2 separate regions of the Mus musculus genome follow, and region 1 is linked to region 2. The links are chromatin contacts, called in public HiChIP or PLAC-seq maps. All regions are on one chromosome and are shown on one strand. The core of a region is the stretch at or near the end of the contact, and the rest is flanking DNA. Distances in the headings are between cores, read along the strand shown. Region 1 holds the start of Fbxo27 (F-box protein 27). Region 2 holds the start of Acp7 (acid phosphatase 7, tartrate resistant).

Region 1 (6,066 bases), core at 533-3,032, 62 kb after region 2:
TCAGTTTAAAGGGTGCACTGTTCTGCCAGTCATATTGTGCCTAGTTGCTGATGCTCTGCCCCTGGAAACCATATAAAAACTCCTTGAATGGATGCTGGGGGTCACCACCTCTCCTTCGGGTCTGGGACAATCCCAGTGCACTGGAACAATAAATTCCTCTTGCTTTTTGCATCGATCCCAGCTCCACGTGGTTCACTCAGGGGCTCCCCGGAGTCTTACACAGGTTAAAATAAAAGATAAACAGGGTATGGTGACACTTGCCTGCAATTCCAGTTCTCCAGAGGTAGAAGATCAGTGTCATGCTTGGCTACTTAGTGAGTTCAAGGACAGCATGGGCTCTACCTGAGTCTCAGTTGAAAAGTAGGGCTGGAGAGATAGATGGCCAATTTCCCCAAAGGACCTGGGTTTAACTAGCATCACAGGTGCTCTCGACCACATGTAACTCCAGTTCCAGGGAATCCTGAAAATACCTCCTCTGACCTCCCCAGATACCAGGCACAAACATGGTGGAGACATAAATGCGGGCAAACCTCCATACACATAAAACTATTTTTTTTTTTTCGAGACAGGGTTTCTCTTTTAGCCCTGGCTGTCCTGGAATTCACTCTGGAGACCGGGTTGGCCTCAAACTCATAAATCCACCTGCCTCTGCCTCCCAAGTGCTGGGATTAAAGGCATGCGCCACCACTGCCCGACAGAGCTGGTCATAGTAATACATGTCTTTAGTCCCAGCACTCAGGAGGCAGAGGCAGGCAGGTCTCTCAGTTTGCGTACACAGTGAGTTCCAGGCTAGCCAGCCCTACAAAGTGAGACCCTGTCAAAAAAAAAAAAAAAAAAATCTGGAGCTAGACCCACTCACTAACACTACTAGTCACTTAGGAAGGTCACGGCCTCTAAGAGCCTCGGTTCCTTTTCTGTGTTAAGATGTTCGGGGAGCTGACGAGATGGCTCATTTCAAAGGTCCTGAGTTCAAATCCCAGCAACCACATGGTGGCTCACAACCATCCAGAATGAGATCCGATGCCCTCTTATGGTGTGTCTGAAGACAGCTACAGTATACTTATGTATAATAATAAATCTTTGGGTTGGAGCAAGCAGAGACTCAGCAGGTCGATCAGATCGAGCAGAACCTACCAGAGCAAGCAAGGCTGACCGGGGCAAGCAGAAGTTCTAAAAGTTCAGTTCCGGACAACCACATAAAGGCTCACAACCATCTGTACAGCTACAGTGTACTCACATACATAAGATAAATCTCTTTTTAAAATGTGCTAAGTTGCCGAAGTTCGAAACTGTAAGCTTCAGCTGATGCTTTCGATTAGCGGGGTCATTGTTGTCCTCTAGAGCCTGCTTTTTCTTGTAAATCGCGGATGACTGGATGATTGTCTGGGATTAAGGTCACGGACTGCACAAGGCGTTTAGGGGTGGAGCCTTCCACTTGGATGCCTACCCGAAATAATAGTTGTTACCAGATGCCAGGCGTCCACTGCGGATTTAGGGTCACTCCAAGTGTTGGATTGGTTGCTGAACCGCTAGGACTGTGCCAGAGCCCTGGCCTAATCTGTGTCCTCAGGTGGATTCCTAAACTGTCCACCAGTCCTAAGCCGGAAGGAGGTGGGGTCTGGATCCACAGGGCTGGACATTCGGCGAATCTCAGAGAGGTTTCGCCTGGGAAGGATAGTATTAGGCAAAGCTATAGCTATGCGGTCCTCCAGGCCGCGAAGGGGAGCTGGCAGGGGTGCCGGTGAGCACCAGCGGGCTGGGAGGAGGGTAGGCTTTGGGGACAGAGAGGCGGTAAGGGACGTGGGAGACAGTGGATGGCTTCGGGGATGTTAGTCTCGGGGTGGACGGCTGCAAAGCCTGGCAGCAGAGGCTGCTAATCACTAACATCTAACCCCTCTTCTCCTGCAGTCCCAGCCAAGCGGGGCGCGGGGACCATGGGTGCCTGGATATCCAGGACCCGGGTCCCGACGCCGGAGCCCGACCCCCAGGAGGTCCTGGACCTGAGCCGTCTGCCCCCGGAGCTGCTCCTGCTGGTACTGAGCCACGTGCCCCCGCGCACGCTGCTGATGCACTGCCGCCGAGTGTGCCGCGCCTGGCGCGCCCTGGTAGATGGCCAGGCCCTATGGTTGCTGCTGCTGGCCCGTGACCACAGCGCAGCGGGCCGCGCCCTGCTGACACTAGCCCGCCGCTGTCTGCCCCCTGCCCACGAAGACACGCCCTGCCCGCTGGGCCAATTCTGCGCACTGAGACCGCTAGGACGCAACCTCATCAGCAACCCCTGTGGCCAAGGTGAGGCGCTGAGAAGGCGGGGCCTAGAGGAAGCCTAGGGGCGGGACCAAGAGAGAACTGTAGCACAAAGGGCGGGGCCCCAAGAATGCTAATGGACAGAGCCAAGAAGGAATCCCCCGGAAGGTATTAAGGGCGGGGTCACGGGATATTTGTAGGCTGTGAGACCAGAAGGAAACCAGTGAGAGGATAGGGCGGAGTCACAAGGTATGAAATGGGCGGGGCCTAGAGTTAAACCAAGAGGCAGGTCTACAGATGTAGCAGAGGGAGGGGCTAGAAGTGGGGTCACACTTGACCCAGTTAGAGTAGCTGGAATCACCTGACCTACATAAGAGAGCGGTAGAGGGGACCAAACAGCATATCTTCTATCTGAGAGACAGGATGCACAGAGAGGCACCAAGAGCAATTAAAATCAACACATAAATATCTTTTGTTTCATTGGCTTTTACATTTTAACAATTTATTTTCGTCCCTGCGCCTGGAGTTTCAGGAGACTAAGCCTCATGGCTTGGGAGCTGGGAACTGACCCCAGGTCCTCTAGAAGAGCAGTTACAAATTTTTAAATTTTGTTAGTATATTTTGTTTTTGTTGTTGTTTTGCTTTTTGTTTTTGCGGGTTGGAAAGATAGCTCAGCGGCTAAGAGCTGCTCCTCCAAAGGACCTAAGCTCAGTTCCAAACACTCAAGTGGAGACTCACAACCATCTGTAACTCAAGTCTCAGGGAGACCACCCTTTCTTCTGGCCTCTGGAGAGAGGGCATATATACATAGTCTGCAGACATAAACTTTTAATTTTTTAAAATTATTTTGGTGTGTTGTTAAAAGGCTCAAGTCTCGCGTACAGGTGGTAGGTGCTCAGCGGCCAACTTTGTATCCACAGTTCTCTCCTTGTATTTCTGCGTGAAGTCTGATGATTAATTAGGCTAAAGTTTTCCCACTGAGCCGTCCTTCCTGCCTGCTCAGGTTTCCGATTCTTTTCAAACCTGAGGGGTGGAGGAGGGGCGGCGCAGCTTCAATTCGACCACATTCCTAAAGCCTTTGCGTCCCTGGTACTGCGATTGCCTCTACTGTTTTTTTCTCTACAGAAGGCCTGCGCAAATGGATGGTGCGGCACGGTGGGGATGGATGGGTGGTGGAGAAGAACAGGAAACCTGTACCTGGGGCCCCTTCACAGACCTGCTTCGTGACTTCCTTCAGGTGAAAACCCTCCCCGCCCCCCCCCCCCGTGTTCCCCGCCCCCCCCGTGTCGTCGTCGTCCCCCGTTCCCCCCCCCCCGTCCCCCCCTCACCCTGGGTCAGAGACCTTGAAGAAAGACCTGCGGGTTCTCACGGACCAGCCAACCGCTGTCTCACCTTCCTAGCTGGTGTCGCAAGAAGCAGGTCGTGGACCTGGTGGAGAAGGGTCTGTGGCCAGAGCTGCTGGACAGTGGTGGTGTGGAGATTGCTGTCTCTGACTGGTGAGTCTGGGCACAGGAAAAGCCCGTTAGTAAGCACTGGGGCCCACGGCACACACTTGTAATCCCAGCACTTGGGATGCTGAAGCAAAAGGATGTCATAGGTGAGCTCAAAGCCAGTGAGTGCTCCATGGAGTCAGGCTGCCTGTATCCAGATGTCTGTAAGAGTGTCCGTTCTCTGTACAGAGTCTTTATTGGAGCTTCCTGGATTGACTAACCAATTAGCTGCTTGCCCCTGTGGTTAACCACAGCCTCTAGGCCAACTGACATTAACTCACAACCCTAAATTACACTATGGCTTTTTCTAAAGTGACCAAATTTGACCTATGCCTGTCTGTGGACCTGGCCATGTAAGACCCCCAATGCTGGGCCTCTGCTCAAGTCCCGGGATGAGCTGGCCAACACCCCAACATCCTGAGAGAAAACCACACCTGATGCAAACTGCAAGAGGTTTTATTATCAGCTAGCTGAGGACGAAGTCCCTCTGCCATGCAGGGCAGGGGAGTTCGACACCCCCCCCTCCAGCGGTGACAGTAGGGGCTTTTAACAGCTAGCTGAGGAGTTGGGAGGAGTTGGGAAGAGAGCTCTTCTCTTCCGGGTGTCCTTGGTGAAATTTACAAGGCAGGAGTGGGGAGTGAGTTCTTTCTGAATTTTTATCTCCGTGTCCTCGGCACAGGAAGGCAGGCATCTCTGGTTGTACAGTATAGAAACAAAAAGGCTTTTTGCTGGCTATAGAGAACAAAGAGCTTCTTTCTGGCTGTATTTTTAGAGATCGGGGAAAACAAGCTTGGGGAACATCCAGGGGCTTTACCTTCCAGGGAGAAACGCTCTAAGTCGGGGTCTCACAGCCAGACCTTGTCCTTCATCAGTATGGTAGACTATTTGGTATGACTTGGGTCTCCAAAAAAGACACTCCTGGCAGGCATGGGTTTGCAAGGGCCAGAGATCCTTTGAGTGCATTTTACTGGGGCAGAGACAAGTACAGGAACTGAGGGTTGAACCCAGGGCCTCATGCATGCTAGGAAAAGCCTCTACCACTAGACCTCACACTCCAGGTCTCTTTGTACTTTTATTTTGAGGCAGAGTCTTACCAAGTTGCCCAGGCTGGCCTTGTACTTGAGATACCTCTAAAACAATTGGAATTACATGCCCGGACTACCTGGCTCTCTGCCTGCCGAGTCTTCCAGTTAGAAACGTGTAGTGTATCACTATCCCAGGCTTTTCAGCTTTTTTTTTTTTTTTTTCCTGAGACAGGGTCTTGCTATATAATCCTGTCTGACCTGGAACTCTCTTCAGGCCAGACCTCAGGCCTCTCTTCAGGCCTCAAACTCACAGAGATCCATTTGCCTCTGCTACCACACCCAGCAACACCCAGCACCTTCCATGAGTTCTGGGGTTCAAACACAGGCTGTCATTCTTGTGCGGCAAGCCCGTTACTGACTTAATTAATTAGCCCTCAAGACCCCTGGGAGGAACTTAATTTGTACCCCAGGGAGGCCAGACTCCCCCAGGTGATGCATTGAGACCTCAACTTCCCACAGGTGGGGAGCTCGACATGACAGTGGCTGTAAGTACCGTCTCTTTGTCACGCTTCTTGATGCCCACCAGAACGTCATAGATAAGTTCTCCGCTGTGCCAGATCCCATTGAACAGTGGAACAATGATATCTACCTGCAGGTGAGCCTCTAACCAAAGCCGAGCTTCTCACTGGGTGGGGATGGGTTGGTGGCGACTTCCGTGGTCTCATTACCCTCAACATATGGTCAACGGCAGTCATTTTTACCATCTCTCTGTCTTGGGGCGTTTGTTTTTGTTTGCTTTTTAAGATTTATTTATGTATATGGGTGTTTTGTCCGCATGTATGCACACCAGAAAAGGGCATCAGATCCCATGGAACTGCCATTATAGACACTCGTAAGCCACCATGTGGATGCTGGGGATTGAACTCAGGACCTCTGGGAGAGCAGCCAGTGCTTTTAACTGCTGAGGCATCCCTCCAGCCCCTCCATCTTTGGTTTTTAATGTGGTTGTGTGTGTGTTGTATATGTACATGGGGCTCTGCCTGTGCCTGTTTATGTGGAAGGCAGAAAGATCTATGTCGTATGTCTTTCTCTTTTACCCTCTACCTTAGTTTTTGAGACAGTGTCTCTCACTGAGTGAGGAACTCATTGATTGGCTAGACAGACTGGCCAGTGAGTTGTGAGGATCCATCTTGTCCGTCCCGGCACTAGTGTTACAGATATATATGTCACCACAGCCAGTTTGAACACGGGTGCTGAGGATCTTAACTCGGGTTCCTTATACTTTATCAACTGAGCCTTTTCTCCAG
Region 2 (6,286 bases), core at 580-3,079:
CCAGAAAGAAGAAAAGATGGATAAAGAGGTGGCCCATTTCTCTCATTCCCCACCATCATTTACTGGTTTCTTCCACAACTGGTTTCAGAAGTCAGGGTGATAACATTCGAAGCCCTGAGATAAGATAGCAAAGCAGAGAGCCAAGGGAGTCCCTTCAGAGCTGGAGCACAGCAGCTTGTGATGGGCGATTACCATCATCCTTCCCCACACAATGGGACACCAGCCTGCTGAAATCCCATTTCACAGAGGCACACCACTGAGGCTGGAAGGACAAGTCACCAGCCTGGGCTTCTCAAACTGAGCCCTTCACCCAACAGTGGACTTCAAGGCTGAAGAAAGAGCAGCAGAATGAGGTGAGGGGTCCGGAACACTTACCCAGGTAGGACAGATGGATTTGCTCTGGTGTAACATGAGGATACTCTTGGGCTCCCTGGACTCCCGGGGAGAAAGGCAGGAGCATGCAGAAGAAGAGCCAGCCTCCAAGAAAGGGGCTCATGGTAGGAAGAAAGGGGATGGTGGGAAGCCGAGTGGAATGCAGGGATGTGATCAAATTCCGCTGGTGGGTCCCACAGAGGATGGAGAATGGACCGATGCCAGGCAGAGCCGTGTGTCCGTCTGTCAGGATGTCTGTGGGGGAGGAAGACTGAATGACTGAAACGTCTCTGAGGGGAGTGGTGAAGGAGATGCTGGTGAGAGAATAATTAATGAGGTTTCTGAGCCTCGCTGCTCAGCACTTTGCATAGATTAATGGCAGGAGGCCTCACAGCATTCCTATGAGGTGGTGGCGACAGACATCACCAACCCAGTCACATATAGGAAACTGAGCAACCGAGTGACTCAGTGGCAAGGCTAGGATGAGATGCAGCTGAGTTTGAACCCTTCCGGCCCAGGCTCCTGATCCTGGGAGGGGGCTAGGAGGCTGGGGGGCGGGGATGCCTTTGACAACGCCATCCCCAACATCTCTGTCTTCTCTTAGCGACCTATTCTCCAGATTCTTAGCATCCCACTGTACCCTCAGCCTCTCTAATTCATCCTCAGATTTCCACTTATTCCTCCGGACCCGATAACTCCAACTCTACTCCCAGATTTCTCATTAGCTCCACCTGCCTGGAGCGGCTTCTTCTCATTCCCCTCCCCAACATCCCATCTTGCCTTCAGATCTCTCTCCTCCCCGGGCTCCATCCTCATCCCAGCTGCCTCTCCAGCCCTGAACCTGCATTGCCTGAACCCCGGTTTCTCCTCAGCTCCCAGGCCAGCTGAGGTTCTGAAGTTCGGTCCACCTGCCCTCGGGACCTGGACAGGTGCCTCGGGTCTGAAAGAACCGTCCACCGAAGGTCGAGAGCTGGGACGTGGGGTGGGGGGCGCAATCGGGAAGGGGACGCCGGCTCACCCTCAGGGGCGCGCCAGCCGCCCTCACGGTCCTCTCGGCCACCGATGCGCTGCAGTATTTATGAGCTTGCAGGGACACAGGCTCCCGCCGCCCACAGGTGTCCCAGCCCCGGAAGAGCCGGCTGCTTCAGGTGACGGGCTCCCCAGACAGCCCGAGCCCCGTGTCCCACAGGTCCGGCCGGTCCCTGGCGCCCCACGCCCACCCTCACGCCCCCCTCAGGGTGGGGCGCAGAAAGAGGGGACCCAGAAAAGCATGGGACGCCGCCACCTCCGAGCCAGACAGCAGGTTAGCGCCGGGACAGGTAAGGCTGCCCTGTCCCCAGGCGTCCCACCGCCCCAGCTGCGGAGACCCCCTGGTGACAGAAACCCACCCTCAGTCCCAAGGGAGGCCGCGATCCTGGGATTCCCATCCATCTCCGTTGAGCCCTCAGCATCTTCCTCTCAGCTCCTTCCTGCTTCCCAGAGCCGGGACTCTCCCTCAGACCCCCGCAGGGTATCCTGGAAAACACAAACTCCAAAGGCCCTGGTGACAATGGTGTTTGTGAGCCCGGTGCCCTAGGCGCAGTTGCTCAATCTCGCTACAGCCTGTTTTCTCACCTGTAAAAAAGGAGGAGATGGCTGGCACATACCCCGGTGTGCTACCCTAAGAACCGAGTTCAAGTCCAGAGCCGCCCCCACCCCCCCCACACCCCTGTCAAGGTGGGAACAAGTGGAATTTGAGCTGTCTAGATGCTGAAGAGGCCTTCAGCAAAGTGCGCTTAGGGTTTCCCAGATCCACAGCAGACACGTTCTTGGGGGAAGAGAGGTTTTCTGTCTTACACGCATTTTCTGTGCGATGACTCTGCAGTTTAGCTTTGTAAGCAGTTCTAGGTCTTTGGAGGTGGAGCTTGTGGAGTCTGACTTCGGGGCGGGAGTCCCCGGTCTTTAGGATTTTTGAACTCCCTACCCCTTTTCATTACAGCTTAAAATGTAATAATAATAATAATAATAATAATAATAATAATAATAATAATAATTGATAAATCACTCGGATCTGGGGCTAGTGTTGCACGCCCTTTATCTCCTGCACACCGGAGGCAGAGGGTCCTTATGAGTTCAAAGCCAGCTAGCCTGTTCTGCGATGAGTTCCAGGGCTACACAGTAACGAGTGTGAGCCTGTCTCAAAGATAAAATAATCACTTGGTCGTAGTGGTACACCCCTTAATCCCAATCTGTAGGAGGCTGGACCAGGAGGCCAGGAACCTGAGGCCAGCTAGGCTCCCTAACAAGACCCTATCTTAAAGCAGAACGCCACAAACAACTCTCTTTATCAATTTCAGCTCTGGCTCACCGCTACTCTAGCAGCCACAATCAAAACCTCTTCTTGTTATTTTTCTTGGTGGCCTTCCAGAATGGAAGCATCTTAGCCGGGTTTTATGCAAAGGATGCCTACTGCAAACCTAACGTGACTCCTGGCTGCTCCTGTTTTTATGCCACCAAGTTATGGACAGCCAAATATTTTTAAAGCAAGTGTGTCATACGGAAACACATGTGCTTTCTCATTTGTTTATTTGAAAACAGGATTTTATGTAATCCGGACTAGACTGGAACTCACTTACTCCATAGCTGAGGCTAGCCTGGAACTCCTGATCTTGTTTTGTTTTGTTTTGTTTTGTTTTGTTTTGTTTTGTTTTGTTTTGTTTTGTTTTGTTTTGTTTTTCAAGACAGGGTTTCTCTATATAGCCCTGGCTGTCCTGGAACTCACTCTATAGACCAGGCTGGCCTCGAACTCAGAAATTCGCCTGTCTCTGCCTCCCAAGTGCTGGGATTAAAGGCATGAGCCACCACTGCCCAGCACTCCTGATCTTCTAGACTCAGCCTATCAAATGCAAGGATTACAGGCGCGTGCCACAGTGCCTGACTTGTTGGTTTGTTTGTTTTAAATTCTTTATTAGATCTATTTATTTGTATATCTGTGAATTTGTTTGTATTTTGGTGGGTCCGAGTAGAGGGGGGGGGCGTTAAATTGAGAGGTCTTGAAATGTAGTCCAGGCTGGACTGGAATTTACTATGTATCCCAGGCTAGCCTCCAGCCTTTTCTGCAGTCCGTCTATTCCTGTGTGCTGGGACTGCAGTCACCAGCACAGCAGGCCATGCTGACTCCTTAGTTCATTAAACGTCAAGTCTAGCATCAGATCCAAAAGAACAGTTAACCTGGAAGCTTTGCTTTCCACTTTGTGGGGGGTTTTTCCCCCTCAGAGGAAAGCCTTATTAGGAAAGTTCTGGCACCTCAGCAGCACAGGCAGCTGGGAGAAGCAGACCTTTCAGTTCTAAGTGGCAGCTTCATTAGGAGAGATGACTGACAGGTAGCAGGGTCCTGGCAGGGATTGGCTTCTCCTGGTCTAGAGCTGTTGGTAAATGCTTTGGGTCCCCGGCAGGACTGTAGTGGGATTTGGAAGCATGCTGTGGGGTTCCTGGGACCAGGCCCTGGTCAGGCAATCACTTCCTGCTGCCCTCCTTGGGGTAGAAGGATGTGCTGAATTCTGTGCTGTGTCTGTCCTCCTGAGCTCCACTAAGCCCTGCTCTGCAGGTCGAGGCACTTGCTGCCAAGCCGAGTTCCATCCCCAAGGCCCCCAAGGTGGAAGGAGAAAACGGACTCCTCTGGCCTCCATGGGCATACACTGTGGCACTCACACACCCACAGTCACACGCAGCCCCACCAAATAAATAAACAAACAAACATGGCTTAAAAATTTAAAAGAAACCACATATGTGGAGATGGGTCTGGTGATATAATCCCAACATTTGGAAGTCTGAGGCAGGAGGACTGCTGCTATTAATAGCTCAAGGTCAGGTTTGGCAACCTAGTAAGGTCTAGGTCACTCTAGGCTAGAGTCTCAAAGGACAAAAGTAAAGGAAGGAAGGAAGGAAGGAAGGAAGGAAGGACGGACGGAAGGAAGCTGGGTGTGGTGGTACACCCTTGTAACCCCAGCACCTGGGAAGTGGAAAGAGGAAGATTAGTTCAAAATAATCTCAGCTATATATACTGAGTTTGAGAAGAGACTGGACTCTATGAGATCCTGGAAAAAAAAGAAAGAAAGAAAGAAAGAAAGAAAGAAAGAAAGAAAGAAAGAAAAAAAGAAAGAAAGAAAGAAAGAGGGAAGGAGAGAGGAGGAGGCTGCTGTGCTGGGTGAGGTCTCAGAGCCTGTGGAGCTGAAATCTTTAGGTTGAGCACAGAGCATCTACTGTGGGCCCAGCTGTCCTGTGTTGAAATCTAGCTAGTGCATCAACCATTGGCAAATCATTTGGCCTCACTGTGCCTCAGTTTCCCCATCTGTTAAAGGGGGTGACAATAGTAAGTACCTGGGGTTGTCGCGGAGGATCAAATTAGATCAGATAGGAACCACTTAGAACCATGCCTGGCGCAGAGCATGTGTCCTACAGAAAGACCCGTCCAATTACCATGATACCCAAGATATGTACAGTCTGGAAGATAAGAGGTAATAATGGGTCTGCTTTCCTAAGTCGTTTTAAAATCCTAATGAGCTGGGCGGTGGTGGCGCACGCCTTTAATCCCAGCACTTGGGAGGCAGAGACAGGCGAATTTCTGAGTTCGAGGCCAGCCTGGTCTACGGAGTGAGTTCCAGGACAGCCAGGGCTATACAGAGAAACCCTGTCTTGAAAAACAAACAAACAAACAAACAAACAAACAATCCTAATGAACTATTTCATCATAAAAAGAAAATCCCATGAAAACCACAGAGGGCTTTACTTAACCAGTGTAGGTCATACCTGTGAACTCATTGCCCTCTGGGGGGGGGGGGAGTCGGATCTTACCAGCTTCCTTCTCCACACGCCCTCCCTGGCACCACGTCTTTCTCTGCACAAAGGAAGTCACTGTACTGACTTTGGCCAGCCCTTGACGTTACTACATGAAGATATCTCCTTGGACACAATGGTTTCATTTTGCCTCTCTGTGCATGTGACTCTAGTAGAGGAATGTTATATGAACTCCTGTGCCTGATATCCCTCTCAGAGTGATCATTGTGAAATTTATCTGGCCTGGGCAGAGAGATGCAATCCATTCCTTCTCTTTGCCAAGGAGTACCCCATTGTATGAGCGCACCACTGTTTAGCTGCCAGTAAAAATGGGAGTTTATACATTCAAGACTTTGGCTCTTACAAGTAGGACTGCTTTGAACATTCTTGTTTATGTTTTGTAGGTGAACATTTATACACATTTCTTTTAGGTATAGAGCAAAGAGAATGTCTGGCTTGTAAATATAGGTATACTATGTATGTGTGTATGTATATGTATAATGTATATGACATATATGCATATGCATGTGTGCAAATGTCTGTGTATGTAAATGTATAATGTATATGATGTATATACATATGTGTGTATGCATATGTGCATATACATATGTGTATAATGTATATGATGCATATGTATATACATATGCACATGAATTTACATGTGTATATGTATAAATATATGATGTATATGTATGTGTATGTGTGTGCATGTGTATGAGTATAATGTATGTGATGTATATGTATGTGTGTATATGTATATGTATATATACATATATATATACATATGTATAATGTATATGGTATATGTGTATATGTGTAATGTATATGATGTGTGTATGTATATATGCATATGTATAATGTATATGATATGTGTGTATATGTGTAATATATATGATGTATGTGTGTGTATATACATCTGTGTGTCTTTTTTTTTTTTTTTTTTTTTTGGTTTGTTTGTTTGTTTGTTTCAAGACAGGGTTTCTCTGTGTAGCCCTGGCTGTCCTGGAACTCACTCTGTAGACCAGGCTGGCCTCAAACTCAGAAATCTGCCTGCCTCTGCCTCCCAAGTGCTGGGATTAAAGGCATGTGCCACCACTCC

The links. HiChIP or PLAC-seq counts read pairs in DNA pulled down with a chosen protein or histone mark.
Region 1: a contact with region 2 is called in an H3K27ac HiChIP or PLAC-seq map of embryonic stem cells, with 10 read pairs. The contact joins the promoter of Fbxo27 here to the promoter of Acp7 in region 2. A contact is called at or near these places in 1 of 39 promoter capture datasets (HPC-7-derived erythroid cells), 3 of 484 Hi-C or Micro-C datasets (B cells, nephron progenitors and round spermatid), 6 of 115 datasets of contacts at active chromatin or transcription factors (double positive thymocytes, embryonic stem cells and trophoblast stem cells) and 4 of 9 other capture datasets (adipose tissue, embryonic stem cells, liver and 1 more).

Annotation. Positions count from the first base shown.
Region 1 is chr7:28,691,362-28,697,427 of GRCm38.p6, forward strand. It overlaps Fbxo27 (F-box protein 27), which reads left to right and starts at 1,783. Exons shown (of 5, transcript NM_001163702.1): 1 at 1,783-2,289; 2 at 3,370-3,481; 3 at 3,645-3,740; 4 at 5,279-5,414. The coding sequence starts at 1,935.
Region 2 is chr7:28,629,084-28,635,369 of GRCm38.p6, forward strand. It overlaps Acp7 (acid phosphatase 7, tartrate resistant), which reads right to left and starts at 1,830. Exons shown (of 13, transcript NM_175319.5): 1 at 1,761-1,830; 2 at 376-627. The coding sequence starts at 496.